2 separate regions of the Mus musculus genome follow, and region 2 is linked to region 1. Evidence: chromatin contacts called from public HiChIP or PLAC-seq data. All regions are on one chromosome and are shown on one strand. Each heading gives the region's core, a stretch centred on a gene start, on an enhancer-like site or on the middle of the called end of the contact. The rest is flanking DNA. Distances are from core to core; before and after follow the strand shown. Region 1 has its middle 17 kb from the start of Gm30476. Region 2 overlaps Ehd3 (EH-domain containing 3).

Evidence for each region. HiChIP or PLAC-seq counts read pairs in DNA pulled down with a chosen protein or histone mark.
Region 2: an H3K27ac HiChIP or PLAC-seq map of double positive thymocytes shows a contact between it and region 1, with 2.5 times the contacts expected there. The contact joins two enhancer-like sites. A contact is called at or near these places in 4 of 39 promoter capture datasets (the 3T3-L1 cell line, the C10 cell line, embryonic stem cells and 1 more) and 3 of 115 datasets of contacts at active chromatin or transcription factors (double positive thymocytes, forebrain and large pre-B cells).

Annotation. Positions count from the first base shown.
Region 1 is chr17:73,052,022-73,056,041 of GRCm38.p6, forward strand. No RefSeq gene overlaps it. Among named protein-coding and RNA genes, the nearest start is that of Gm30476, 17 kb to the left of the region's middle. Within about 2 kb of position 1,735, at least 48 of the 459 cell types and tissues checked have an H3K27ac peak or open chromatin away from gene starts, as enhancers often do. A contact at or near this core is called in double positive thymocytes, where this site is marked.
Region 2 is chr17:73,810,984-73,815,003 of GRCm38.p6, forward strand. All of the region lies in intron 1 of Ehd3 (EH-domain containing 3), which reads left to right. Among named protein-coding and RNA genes, the nearest start is that of Ehd3, 8.2 kb to the left of the region's middle. Within about 2 kb of position 2,193, at least 55 of the 459 cell types and tissues checked have an H3K27ac peak or open chromatin away from gene starts, as enhancers often do. A contact at or near this core is called in double positive thymocytes, where this site is marked.

The DNA.
Region 1 (4,020 bases), core at 485-2,984:
CCTCAGTGACTGTTGCTGTTTTTATAACCCCGGGGATGTGCTTTACGGATCTTGGGAACATCCTAAGCCATTTAAGTTTCACTTCCGGGGTCTTAAACCTTCCTCTGGAGGAGAGTGTTTCACTTAGTGTTATACATCACTGCTCATGAAAGCTCTCATCATGGCCATCTGACCCAGTGGAATGGAGCCACGGGGGCGGGGGGGGGGGGGGGGGGCGGGGGAGGGTAACCCTGTTCAGGCTTTCCACCACCAAAACTGTGAGCTAAATAGAACCCTTTTCTTTATAGGTATTGAGCTTCCTACATTTCGTTAGAGCAAGGGAAAATGAACTAGAACAGAAGCAAACCCACTGGTTCAAGAACCTGTGACTCCTCTAAGTGGACATAGCTTCTCTGAGGCCTTTCTGCACTTGGAGGCATGAGCCGTCCTCACCACTCTGGAGTTGGAAGGGCCTGTTCTTTAGAGTGAAAAAGGCAAAGTATCCAACCCTAGAAGCCAAAATGCTAATTCTGCGGTAGCAAAGGTGTCAGGAAGGGAGAGTTTTCCTATGGAGAAAATGTAGCCCAGAGGAAACTCATGCGCCTATCACTGGGTAACTCTAAAACAGCCCTCTGCTGGATGGGCTAGCTCAATGAACTCCCTCAGCCTTAGGAGATGGGGCTCTCAGGGGGAAAACAGCTCGTACCTTAGATGTTGGTTTTGTACAGGTTAAGCACATTTAGTTCCCCTCTTCAGTTTTTTTTGCAAGCTAAAAGTTTTCTACTGACTGGTTATATAGTAATGTAATAATATAGATACTTAACCTTACTAAGCTGTACACTAAAAATGGTTAAGATGGTATCTTTTTATGTGTGTTCTACTGCTTTAAAAATGTCTTGAAGAAGGTACAGAAACTTTTGCAGTGAAGTAGGACTGTGTAGCCTTGCCCAGGAATGCCTGATGCTTAGAAGATCTCTTGGTAGATCTCCATCTACTGTACAGAGTACCTTTAACTGTATTCCATTTGATCCTGACCGCACAGTGACTGTTGGATGCAGAAGGCTTTTATCATTCCAGTTTCTGTATGTTCTAAATGAGACAAAGATGAGTGTCTGGCCCAAGGGGGTAAAGGACTGGGGTGACTCACAGAGCTTGTTATTCCAGAGCCAAGAGTTCATAAGATTCCAAATGAGGTGAGTGTGCCAATGGAGAGACGGGGAGGTGACACCCATGGGTGCTCACACCATGTCAGATATAAGGCTCTGGAGTAGCAGCTATGTGGTTTTGTTTGTTTGTTTGTTTGTTTGTTTTTTGACAAGGCAAGGTTCCATGTAGCTTGGGATAGTTTCAAACTGACCCTGTATCTGAGCATGGAGGACCCTGAATATCTGATCCTCCCGCTAGTGCCTCGTGAGTGCTGGGGTTACAAGCAAGGACCACCATTCCTGGTCAATGTGGTAGTGCTGAGGATGATTGATGCATGTGAGGAAAGTACTCTGACAGCTGAACTCTATCCCACGCCTCCCCTCTAACTTTTCAAGCCTATAAAGTGAGCTGCACTCTACTTTGGCATTACAGTTGTGGGAACATCTGCTAAGAGAGATCCAATGTTCACTAGCCTCCAATGTTACCCAGTTAGGTAAAAAGAGAGCTACTTCCCAACAATAAAATATGGGGCAATGGAAGGGCAGCTGCAGGCCAAGGACTATAGGGAGGAGTTGACTAGGTAACAATTGTTGTGCTTCTTATTGTCCTTAGGTTCTGAAGAACCTGGTGACAATTGGCTGTGCTGACATTGGAGGAGGTAAAAGGGGCAAGCCACAGGTGCAAGAAACAAACCGTTTTCTCAAAGGGAAGTGGAAAAGGAACAAAGAATTGCCACCTCCGAGACACAGACAGGAAAACAAAGTTACAAAAAGCCTGTAATTACAGTGTCAAGAGAAGTGGCCAGAGGAGAGAAAGGGCTGCTTTGCAAGAGACAGGGGAGGAAAAATGCAAAGGCATTTTTTCCCTCCTGTGCTACATTTATAAGAAAGCAACAGACAATGTTTGTACAAACTATGTAGGTCAAGTGGGGGGAGGTTATAAATACATTTGACATTTAGCTAATTTTAAAACAATTTTAAATGCAAAGGGATCAAATGAAACAATGCATGGGAAATGCTTAAATTATAAAGTGCTTTTGCAAAAGGAGAGTGGTACTTATTTTTATGAGTATATTTATAATAAAACTGCAAAGACAAAGAAAACTCAGGCCAAGAGCCTGGGCTGTAGTTCTGCAGGCTTCAACTCTTGCTGTGAGTCCCTGGCCTCTAAGCTTTCTCTTTATCTTGCTGAATTACAGCCTCACTCCACCTCTGGCTCAGAGGGCTGATGTAGGACAGCTGTTTAACAGCTGGCCTGCACTTACCCCAGGTGGTGGCATCTTAGGAATCAGTTGAGCAATTGCTTTGCTATGTGTTGTTTGAGTTTTACAAAAGCCTGTCACAGACTTGAAAGATTCATGTCAGCCCTGAATTAGGTGGTAGACACTGATGTCCTGAATAGGAACAATGGGTGCAGGCTCCACAGGAGAGCTAAGCTGGTTCTGAGGGAAGAGTGGAGGACAGCTGGACCATGGAGGGACCTTCATCACATTGGGAGGAAAAGCACTGTTCTCTTCCTGGGAGGTTCTAAAATAATTCATGTTGCTATAGCTGTATCATACCCCACTGTTTTGGGATTCTTTCTTCTCTCTTTTCTGTTCTGATTTATTCTTCCTCCTTCATTGATGTCCCTCTCATGCTTTTTTTTCCCCTTTGCCTTTCATTGTCTTAGTTAGGGTTTCATTGCTGTGAACAGATACCATGATCGAGGCAACTCTTATAAGGACAACATTTAATTGGCGCTGGCTCAGAGGGTCAGTCCATTATCATCAAGGCCGGAACATGGTAGCATCAAAGTAGGTGTGGTGCAGGAGGAACTGAGAGTTTTACATCTTCATCTGAAGTCTGCTAAGAGAAGATTGGCTCCCAGGTGGTTAGGAGGAGGGTCTCATTGCCCACCCTCACAGTGACACAACTCCTCCAACAAAGCTACACCTACTTTAACAAGCCCACACCTCCTAATAGTGCCATTCATTCCTTGGGCCAAGCATATTCAAACCACCACATTCATTATCACCATTTACTTTCTTTCTTACTCTTTCTGCCTTCCTCTCTTTACTTACTCTTTTTCTTCTGGCCAATGAATATTCATAGGTATATATGTAACATGAGGCTGAGAGACAGGGTGGCAGGCATGGATTTGAAGTAATGAATTGACTTTAAGCCAAGTGTCTTATAGACAACTTCTTCTTCTTGATAGAGGGTCAGGCTGGGTGATGAGATCCCAGGTCTGCAGAAGCAATGGGGCAGGGAACGTTCAACTCTCACTTCCTTACAGCAAAAGCTGTCCACTCAGTCCCAAGACAGCACAGAGCCCAGGCCCTAGTGAACTAGCAGGAAGCAGGCCATTTATGTGGGGTCTTCTGTTCAGCCTTCCCTGTTGTCCTCCGGATCCTTGGCTCTGGAATGCGAGTGATAAAAAGGTTCATTAGGACAAAGGAAATTGGAAGGGGTGATTTCCAGGGTCCTCATTGCCAAAGGAGTCTATTGAAACACTTGTTTTTTAAGGGTTTGGGGTGCAAGCAGTAAAATGACTTTAAAAAATTAAAATAATCTTGTTTCTCCATGAATGTGTCTGTCAGTCAGGCATCTGATGGCATGAGGGCCCAGTGTCGCCTCCCGTATGAGCTGGTACCTTGCAGACTGCTCGCAGCCGGTTGACATTTCAAATGACCTTTAAGGTCGGCTGGGTAAATATGCTTCTTCCCCTGAGCCTTCCCAGGTATTTGAACACCCCTGGAAGCCTAAGACATCATTTTTCCCTCCTGGGGAGCAGTGCTTTGAAGCACAGATGAAAACCACAAAGGAGAGAGACTGTTTGTCTGGGATAAAAAAGTAAGAAGTTCACGGATGGGAATGGCTGCACTGCTTTGGTGTGAGTGTTGTTGTTGTTGGT
Region 2 (4,020 bases), core at 943-3,442, 760 kb after region 1:
GGAGTTGGGTGCCTGAAAGACAAGCCCGGATGAGACTCTTGGGCTCTATGCCATGCCCTGCATACTTAGGTCATCAGCAAAGCAGACCACATGCTTAGATTGCCAACTAAGCAGGGCATAAAAAATGAGGAAAATGTTATGAAATAATTTCTACTTAAGAAGCATATGAAGAAAAATCACCCTCATGGGGAAAAGTCAGATTTGTGTTGAATTTCCCCACACATATTTTATGGTTTAGCCTTTATTTATTTTGCATTGGATGGCAAGGGAGGGGAGACACCAAGATCTTTTCAGTGTTGTTTGGGACCTCAAATTTGACCCTGAACTTGAACATGGTATTTTTCACCTGACCCTGTTGCAAAACTGAGTTAATGTTGTCATGTCATGGCACTGGTAAGGTGGATTATGTGGGCAGAAGTTCAAAGCATAAGCATAAGTACAATCTAAGGAGGGTTCTGTCCCTTCTTATTTCATGCGTCCCCATCTCAGCTGGTCCCACCCAGGCTTGAATTAACTTTTCTTTTTTTACACAGCTGTGGGAATGTTTTTGCCCAGCAACAGAGGCGATCTGTCCCACACCCTGTAAAGAAGTAGTGCATGAGATTTCTCAATAGATTTTCCTTTCTGGACACAGTGGTGGCTTTGTTTGTGGGGCACCCGGTGCCACAAGCCATACCCAAATGTCTCTGAGAATTTATCCCGTCCAGTTCCCTGCTTGGCCTGACTGTAGCCTCTGGGCATGCTCTTAGCCTCCTTAGTCTCTGGGTTTCCCCAGACTCATTACGAGGTCAGCAAGTTATGGGTCCTGTGAGTGTAAGAAGCCAGCAGACCAACCCAGAACCCTTTGGCCGGCCACCTCAGGCAGTGGCTCCACAACTCCCCAGGGAGCTGACCTGTTAGGCTGGGCAGTGTCACCCTTTGTTCATCTGCTGAGTACAGCATGTCTTCCAGAGCTGGAATCTGAGACGCCTTCTAAAGAACATTAGCTCATTGCCGCTGTGGCCTCATTCATTCTGGGCATTTTTGAGGCTGCCTCAGAATGGTTCTTTCCATCCCTCTAGTTCAGCTGTCCCATCCACACTCTGCTACACCTCCTCGATGGGTCTGCATTAGGACATGGAGCAGCCGACATCGACTGACCCAAATCAGCACAAAGATTCTCACAGGGAATCCGGCCTTACTGTTTCTCGGTGTCCTTTTGAAAACCACAGGGTCAAGACCTGCTCCTGCCATCTGATAGCAAGAGCATATGCATATAGATCATACACATATACATATGCATATACATATATACCTGCAGTCACTGAGGCTGAGTGAACAGCCAGGGGCTGAGTTTCTGGAGACATGTATTCCCAAGTTTGTGGGTCCCAGGCCCTGGCTCTAACCAGCTTCTTGCCAAACGATATACTTTTGGAGCTTATATCACGTTTTGCTTCTAGTTCCATGTGGGGATGCAGGGCATCATTGTTGGCCTGTCCCCAGAGGTGGATGCATTTCCAGGAGAAGGCTTAGGTCGTGAGAGGAGACAGTGGCTATGGTCATGAGAGGCATTGGTGTTAAATCCAAATGCCAGGCTCAAATCCTAGGCTATCTGTAACTGATGTGCACATGGGGCAAATTAACTTTGGTCTCTTCCCCTTTAAAATAAGAAAAGATGCTCTGTAAAGGGTACCAGTTGAATAAGTAACACATGTAACTCATCTAACTTCCACAACAGTCTACAAGGTAGATTTACTCCCAAGGCCAGCAGTTCTCAACCTGTGGGTCATGACCCCTTTGGGAGTTGAGCAACCCTTGGTCACCTAAGACCATCGGAAAACACAGATATTTGCATTGCAGTTCATAACAGCAGCAACATTACAGTTATGAAGTAGCAACAAAACTAATTTTATGGTTGGGAGGACACTCCAACATGAACGGTGTCATACACAACATGAATTAAAGGGTCACAGCCTTAGGAAGGCTGAGAACCACTGTCCTAGGTGGCATTTGACAGAGGGGATCATCATGCTAACAGCCCACTGGATATGAATATTAGACGAGATGACCATAGAACAGTTAGAACAATGTCTGGCATATTACAGGCAAGAAGTAAGCCTGAACTAGGATGCCCTGTGTGGTGGAGGGAGGTACTGAAGCCACGGTGTTTACAATAGGTACCCTCTAAAGGGCATACTCGTCATAGAAAGCCCGGGGTCCTGTCTCACTCAGGAAGTTCTCAAGGGAAAGGTTCACCAAGAGAGCGGAAAGCACAGTCCTATGTGTGGCTTTGTTTTTCTCTGATCGCAGCTCCACCACAGGCTCTCAAAAGGATGTTCTGACTGGAAGAAATCCCTCCTTGATACTCCCAGTTGCTAGACTGGAATAGTAGAGGTTAGAGGGGATCCCCAAGGCAACCCACGACTTCAAAGGCTCCCCCACACTGCTGCTGTCATTAGTCTCTGAGCAGATCAACAGCTTCCTCTGGGGTTGAGGCTACTGCAGCTGCTCCACGGGCTCCTTGGGGACCAGGTCCATAGCAACCCCACCCAGGCAACATGGGATAGTTTCCTGAAGGCACAGCTAGCCTGCTGGGGACCCAGAGGAAACCCAGTAGGTCTCCTTGGATCCTGCCCACCCTAGAGAGGCAACGGATGGCAAGGAGCTCAAACTTGAGCCAGGGAGACTGGACTTTGCCTGGGCCTTGGTGAGCTTTCTGGGAGGTGATTTCTTAGAGGAATCAAAGATGGGAGAAGAGCAGCAGCAATGTCTCCCTGCTGGGGGTGGGGGCATGGGTTCCAGCCCTAGTACTTGAGAAAGTCACATAACCCTTCTCAGCTTCCTCGGAGCCTACCTCAAGTGCCACTGTGGGGAACAGAAGACAGTATAACCAGACGTTCTGAATAAAATGTGACACTCAGAATTGCTGTTATATGTTAGCAGTTATTATTAAGAAAATGACAGGGTTGATACAGAGACCACTATAATGCCCTGGCTGTGTGTTTGAATCATCTGGGAACCTTATAAAGAGTAGCACTACTAAGGTCTTGACCAAGAAGGTTAGAAACATCAGAGTAGAGGCCCGAATCCATCTGCTGATACTCCTCAAGTACTAAGGACCAGGAAGCTGGGCCTCTGTGGTTCTCATTGTTCCTGAGCCCTCCCTCTGTAGGTTTGCGTTTCTCAGGCAGCATCCTTTAGTGCCCAGCACAGATGCTCCGGGACTGTCCTCTGTCTGCCCAGTCCTATCCAAGGGTAGCTCCATGCACTGTTTTTCAGTCTAGCCACCCCCCACCCCCTGAAACACACTGTGTTCAAACTTGTCCAAGAATCCTAAAGGGCTCTGTTCTCCATCATCCTTAGTGACTACTCCCTGGCTACGCATGCTCCCTTTCTCTTTGCCTCTACAAGGGGCAACAGAGTTGGGGAGGCAGGTGGCCTTGAGTTCTCTCTGCCCAGCCGAGAAGAGCAGAGAAGTATAGTCATGCCATGACACTGTCAGAGTTTCGGAAGCAACCATCCTCCTGCTCCCTCAGGAGTGCCATCATCAGGGATGAAAATAAATGGTTGCAGGTGGTACCATTCAGAAGTCCACTCCTGGCACAGTAGCCAGGGAACAGAAGAAATTCTGAAGATCCCATTGGCCAGTCTCCTAGTGGGACAGACCATGAGGTTCAGAGCAGGGAAGAGGCCTGCCTGGGGCCCGGCATGAGCAGAATCAGGTACCGGAAGTAGAAAGTGAGCGTGTTAAAAACCACCCCATAAAAATAGGCAACCACTCTTCCCCTCCTTCCCTTCTTTCACTGAGATAATGTGTCAATTCCTGTGCCACCATTTCCCTCCCTTCTAGACCATAGAAACTGCTACCAGATACCAATAGGAATTTCACTAAAAAAATGTAATAATTGATACAATGGAATTCTACATAGTTATCAACAAGGGTAAAGTAAGTCTGGATTGCTGTTTCTCAGATGTGTTGAGCATAAAACGAAACCCCTGCATGGCTATTATCTGCATAACCCCTGCAGAGTATGTAAATTC